Linked DNA regions of Triticum aestivum: region 1 is linked to region 2. The links are chromatin contacts, called in public Hi-C maps. All regions are on one chromosome and are shown on one strand. Each heading gives the region's core, a stretch centred on a gene start, on an enhancer-like site or on the middle of the called end of the contact. The rest is flanking DNA. Distances are from core to core; before and after follow the strand shown. Region 1 holds the start of LOC123103937. Region 2 holds the start of LOC123103935 (protein disulfide isomerase-like 2-3).

The links. Hi-C and Micro-C count contacts between places; a contact is called where the count stands out from the background.
Region 1: a contact with region 2 is called in a Hi-C map of leaf, with 4 times the contacts expected there. The contact joins the promoter of LOC123103937 here to the promoter of LOC123103935 in region 2. A contact is called at or near these places in 2 of 5 Hi-C or Micro-C datasets (both in leaf).

The regions. Positions count from the first base shown.
Region 1 is chr5A:451,025,999-451,029,204 of IWGSC CS RefSeq v2.1, reverse strand. It overlaps LOC123103937, which reads left to right and starts at 1,431. Exons shown (of 2, transcript XM_044525637.1): 1 at 1,431-1,666.
Region 2 is chr5A:450,825,908-450,828,976 of IWGSC CS RefSeq v2.1, reverse strand. It overlaps LOC123103935 (protein disulfide isomerase-like 2-3), which reads right to left and starts at 1,814. Exons shown (of 9, transcript XM_044525635.1): 1 at 1,720-1,814; 2 at 1,478-1,636; 3 at 288-401. The coding sequence starts at 1,814.

The sequences.
Region 1 (3,206 bases), core at 182-2,681, 200 kb before region 2:
CGCCGGGATATAGCTACTAGCGGCCGAGGGCGCGATGGTGGGAGGCGAGTCGGGGAAGAAAACTTTAACTTTTCCCCTGACGACGTGGGCCAGCCGTGCTTTTCCCTTGCGCCGGAGCCCCCAACTGCCCCCGGTGCACCAAGTTCGGCCTGTGACCGCCGGGCAAAAAAAAGTGCCGAATCGGCGTTTTTTGGCGTCCGGGAGCACGACTGGGACGTTTTTTTGGCACCGGCGTCGAAAAAATGACCTGGGGGGCTTATTAGAGGTGTGGCTAGAGATGCTCTTAGCTCAGCTCACTCGTCTTGCTTCTCCGCTCCTCAGCTTGCTTGTCGTTTTTTTTCATGCTTGCTCGTTTGAGCTCCTTCCTAGTCGGCTCGCTCGCTTTTTATTCAACTGCTGGTTTTTGAGGGAAAAACGACCCTTTAGTTTTCCATAGATTAAATAGTTCATAAATGTGACTACATTTGCAGATTTAAAAAAAGTTACAAATTTTAAAAATATTCTTGAATTTGAAAAATGTTGTAAATTAAAAAAATGTTTGCTAATTTGAAGAAGTTCGTAGGTTGTAAAATTGCTCACCAATTTGAAAAAAGATCGAGAATCTGAAAAAATAAGTTTAAAAAACGATTGTCAACTTGAAAATTATGTGCAAACTTGAATTTTCTTCTAAAATTTGAAAACTGTTCACAAATTTGAAAATGTTTGGTAACCTAAAAGGTTTACAATTTTTTTTGCAAATTCAAAAGATGGTCAATGACTTGAAATTTTATCATTATTAAAAAAACGTTTGCAAATTCAAAGAAATATTTTGTGGTCTTAAAAATTCTATGAATTAAAAAAATCATGAATTTGAAAAGGAGTTCATAATTTCAATAAATTTCCAGAAATTTGAAAAATGTCTTGGTCTTAAAGAAGTTCCCAAATTTGATTTCATGAAATTCAAGGAAAATTTTGCCGATTTGAAATATATTAGCAATTTTTTTAAAACATAAACTTGGAATAAATCACGAATTGGAAAATTGAAAAAACGCAAAAATAAAAGGAAATGGGAAAATATATAGAAATTTTGAAAAAATATAAGGAACGGGAAAAAAGATAAGGAACCAGAAAAAATGAAAATAAAAAGGCAATATAAAGCAAAAGATAAAATGCACAGAAAAGAAAAAAAAGAAAAAAAATCTTCTGGAAGCTCCCTGTTTTTTGAGGACATGAGGCATTCTGGAAGCTTCCTTTTTTTTGAGGAATGCCCACACTTTATTAAAAATTCTTTTTGAGACAACCTCACTTTGTGAATTAAAACCGGCGAAATGGTAAGCCTAACTGGGCCAGCCCGTCTAACAGCGCGTTCCTGGGCCTTGGGCCGTGCTAGGTTTTGACAAGCCCGCCTCGTCTCCCTGTCCCTCCAGGGTCAAAGCCACTACCACCACTAGGGCCCTAGCCACCACATCGCAGCCGGCTCCCTCCCTTCCTCCTAGACAGGAGGTACCCCGCAGCCCGGCTCAAAAGCTCCACCGCCGCGCTCCGCAAACCCGACCGAATTCTCGGCCTCTCGCCCAGGGAGGCGACGCCACCGCGACTTCCCTCCCCGCCGTCGCCGCCTCCGCCTCCGCCGCCGCGCCCGCCGCGCGGCCTTTGCTTCTCTCCTCGGAGAATCGAGGCACGGGTGGTAAGTTTTTGAATCTCCCCGCCTCAAATCGGCCCGTTCGCCTCCTTTGCCTTGTTTATCTTGATCTGTTGTTTGCCTGCGTCGGGCAGGGGAACTGGCGCTGAGTGTTTCTTTGGTTCAAAACAAGTGTTTGGTGTTTCTTCTGCTGAAAACAAGTGTTTGGTCTTTTGCTGTTGAAAACAAGTGTTTAGTGTTGCTTAGATGCGTATCGGGTGTCCTCAAGTTGTGATTTTTGGGCGCTGTCTTACCCCCCAAAACATCCAATAGCGTTAAGATTTGACACTGTAAAACTCCCCTGTGCTGCAAAGCGTATGGATCGTGTTCGGTTATTGCAATTAAGACTGTTTTAGGAACCTGGACAGACACTACGTCCGCCATATTGTTAGCAATGTAGATTTCGTAGTACAATCCATCTTTAACTTTATGTAGAATCCCTTTGTGTGCTATATGTTTTTGATCTTAATCTTTTTTAGTTTCCATTCCTGTAAGGTCCATCGCGTGTGAAGATATCTAACATTCGACACATATGCTAGTGAAGGTTTGAGGGAACTGATCTTTATCTTATATTTTGTCTGGTTGAAATGGCACACTTGCAGTAGCAATCACATGTGTCATAGTTATCTTTTTCTTGGACTACTAGGAACATCAAAGTTGCCTTTTACTATCTTTATGTGATGGAAACAATTATGGATCTCTATTATAAAGAGAACAAAGCATATCTGGTACTCTGTTTGATTCTTCTGGTCGATCTTATAGTTGGCATACAATGTCCAGCGGAACTTGTGCTGACTAAAGCAAATGATTCAAAGTTTAGCACTAATATGTTCCCTTGAATTTGTGATCAGCATATGATGTTGGACTTCTTATAAGTTATAAGAGCTTGAGATTCTTGAATCAACTGTTATAGTACCTTATACACCCATAAGAAAACTATCAGGGTAAAACAGCAAAAGTTGGTGACGTTAACCATTTTAATTTCTCCACTTCTTATAAGAGTTTGGGATTGTTGAATCAAACTGTATAGTACTCCCTCTGTAAAGAAATATAAGAGCGTTTAGATCACTACTTTAGTGATCTAAACACTCTTATATTTCTTTACAGAGGGAGTACCTTATACACCCGTAGGAAAAATACTAGGGTATTAAAACAGCAAAAGTTGGTGACAACCATTTTAATTTCTCCACTTCTTATAAGAGTTTGAGATTGTTGAATCAAACTGTATAGTACTCCCTCTGGGTTTAGATCACTACTCTAGTGATCTAAATGCTCTTATATTTCTTTACAGAGGGAGTACCTTATACACCCGTAGGAAAAATATTAGGGTATTAAAACAGAAAAAGTTGGTGACAACCATTTAATTTCTCCACTTTTTATAAGACTTTGAGATTCTTGAAACAGATTGTATATAGTACCTTATACACCTGTAGGAAAAATATCAGGGTAAAACAGCAAAAGTTTGTGACATTAACCATTTAATTTCTCCACAGCATCTTGTGTTGCCCTTCCATATATCTAGAATCAGACTTTACATTTACTTGTA
Region 2 (3,069 bases), core at 565-3,064:
GACACCATTTTCAGCCAACAGAAAGATGGCACTTGTTGTTCATAGTATTACACATCCTGTAAGATCCAAAGTTATTTAAGTGGATACAAATTTTACTCTTCACATTCAGATAAAACAGATAATGTCTCCGGGGAAAAGGATGTACATATTGGTGGAGTAGCAGAGGAAACATCACATCAAAAGTATAAAGAACTTGTGCAACATAAGAAAATGCAATTGAGAACATATCATGCAAATTAGTGGAGCAAAATAGAATTGCAAGACAAATAGGGTTTGCTGCAACTAACCTGCGACAGAGCAAAATTTACAATTGGCTTTACATCTCTTGCGCCTTCATAATCCACTGGTGGCTTGCCAGGGAGAAATACTTTTATGGTTGGGAATCCCCGTATTCCATATTGCTGCAAAAGTAACATAATTCATCACAAACTGTATTAGTAGCATTCCATAAAAGTATTTATTAATTCTAATTATAAAAGCCAGAAATTTTGTGTTATTGTCATCAATTTAGAATATAAACTGTTTAAGAAGTGACTCAGGCATACAATTGTAGAGGAAAGCGAAAGAAAGTAGTCCAGATGCATGTTGCCTAAGTTAGTTTTAACTAAAGTATTCATTGCCACAATTGAAGAGAAGCTTGTCCAACATCGTCTAAGATGGTTTGGGCATGTTCAGCGCAGGCCTCCAGAAGCTCCAGTGCATAGTGGACGGCTAAAGCGTGCTGATAATGTCAAGAGAGGTCGGGGTAGACCGAACTTGACATTGGAGGAGTCCGTAAAGAGAGATCTGAAGGACTGGAGTATCAACAAAGAACTAGCCATGTGCAATAACCATGAGTGGGTTGCGAGATTCTTATGGGTTTCAGCTCTAGCCTACCCCAACTTGTTTGGGACTAAAGACTTTGTTGTTGTTGTTGTTGTATTCATCGCCACAATATAGACTTGATGTTCACTCCTCTGGCCCTAACTATCAGTCTGCTACGCTAAACACAACTTAAAACCACGCTGTAGTTAATAGCCTACAACCATCAATAGTAATGCACATGTGGAACACGAGATGGTTTGGAGGATGAAAACAAAACCAGGCTAGTAATCAAATGGGACTGGGAGGATACCAAAACAGCATTAGCAAGTGACCAAATCCTGACTACTGATAAGCCCTTATCAAACTGTGTCTTTCTTCAGCAGAATTCAAGTTCATTTACTATATAAAAAGCATCGAAGCATCTTAGTAAAATTTACTGTCTGAACTACAATGTCCCACTACAAGTGCATAATTTTGGTACTGAGCTGGTTAATGCCTTTCTATCCAACAAAATTGCACGGCCGATGCGCCAGTAAAGCAATTATACGCTAACAATCGATAAGTTACTGTGACATCGCTGCTACCGATGCCGAGATCACATCAGGAAACAAGCAGATCAGCACGCACATGTGGAGTGTGTGCGGGTCAAAAGGAAACGAGAGGCCGTGCTCACCTGCGCGAGCTCCTTGTGCGCGTCGGCGTCGAGCGCGGCGACTGTGGCGACGCCCTTGAGGACGCCGGCGGCCTTCTCCCAAATCGGCGTCAGCTGCTTGCAGTGCCCGCACCACGGCGCGAAGAACTCCACCAGCACCACCCCGTTCGCGTTCAACACCTGCGCGCAAGCGAATGTCGGCACGGTCAGAGAGGAGCTCAAATGGGAGGAGGGCCGATCTGGCGACGGGGGAGAAGCGAGACCTTCTTGAAGTTGTTGGGGTTGAGCTGGAGGACCGGGGAGCCGGCGGAGTAGAGCGCGGCGGCCGGGGAGGCCGCGGCGGCGAGGAGGAGGAGGATGGCGGCGAGGATGGCCGGACGCATGGCGTCGTTGAAAAATTTCTGGAAGCCGGAGGGGGGGCTGGATGGTGGCGATCGATCGGCTGCGTCACCGGGGCGTGGTGGTGCGGATTTAAGTTTGCTCGCGAGAGAGGAGACGAACGCGTGTGCGGACCAATCGTGCGCGTCCACGTCTGGTGCTCTGCCACGTCGGTATGGTTTCGCCTCCTTGGCGCGACGGGATTGGTCGCGACCGTGGCATGGTTGGAGGACTGGGTGCACGGTTTTTTTTTTTTGAGGAAGGTGCACGGGAGTGTTCTAAAAAAAAAGGTCTTCTTGTTCAGACACTCCTGGGTAGACATTTTTGGTAGACCTATATGGTTATACATATATGTACGAAAGACACTGTTAAAAAATAAATTTAAAAAATGTTGATAAGTATTTGTAAAAAAATTAATAAGTCTTACAAAATGCTGAAAAATATTTGAAAATGTTGAACAAATATTTTAAAATTTTGAATAAGTATTAAAATTGTTGAACGAGTATTTAAAAATGTTGAGCAAGTACTCAAAAATGTTGCAGAAGTATTTGAAATGTTGAACAAGTATTTCAAATTGATAAATAAATATTAAAAAATATTGAATGATTATTTAAAAAATGTTGAACGTGCATTCGGAAATGTTGAACAAGTATTTAAAAAAGGTTGAATAAGCATTCGGTCAATGTTGAGATGTTGATCACTTATTAAAAACGTGTTTTTGAACTATACGAAAATGCCGAGTAAAAACAAAGACAAACATAAGAAAAAACAAAAATGGAGAAGAAATGTTAGACGTGTATTTAAAAAATATTGTTGACATATACAAAAAATGTAGAATAATAACCAACAGAGCAAAGAAAACTGAAAATAGAAACAAAAGAAACAAAAGAAAAATGCAAAAGGAATGGAAAAATAGAGAAGAGAAAAGAATCAAAATAAAATAAAGAAAAAGGAGAATAAAGAAAAACGGATAAAAAGAAATAAAATAAAATAAAGGAAAAAATCTCGAAGAATACGGCTCAAGTAGCCTAAAGTAGGTGGCACCCCTTGTTATTACCACAAAAGGAGGTTGAGCGGAATGGCTAGCGCAGCGCGCGTTCAACCTGAAGACCAAGAATCGAGCCTCCCTTCTCGCATTTCCTTTTTACTAAGTTGCGCATGTAAATGGGCCGGGGCCCAATACGTCGCGAGGGGAAAAAAAGCTTCAGCGAGAGTTGGTGCTTGCCTCCCTTCTC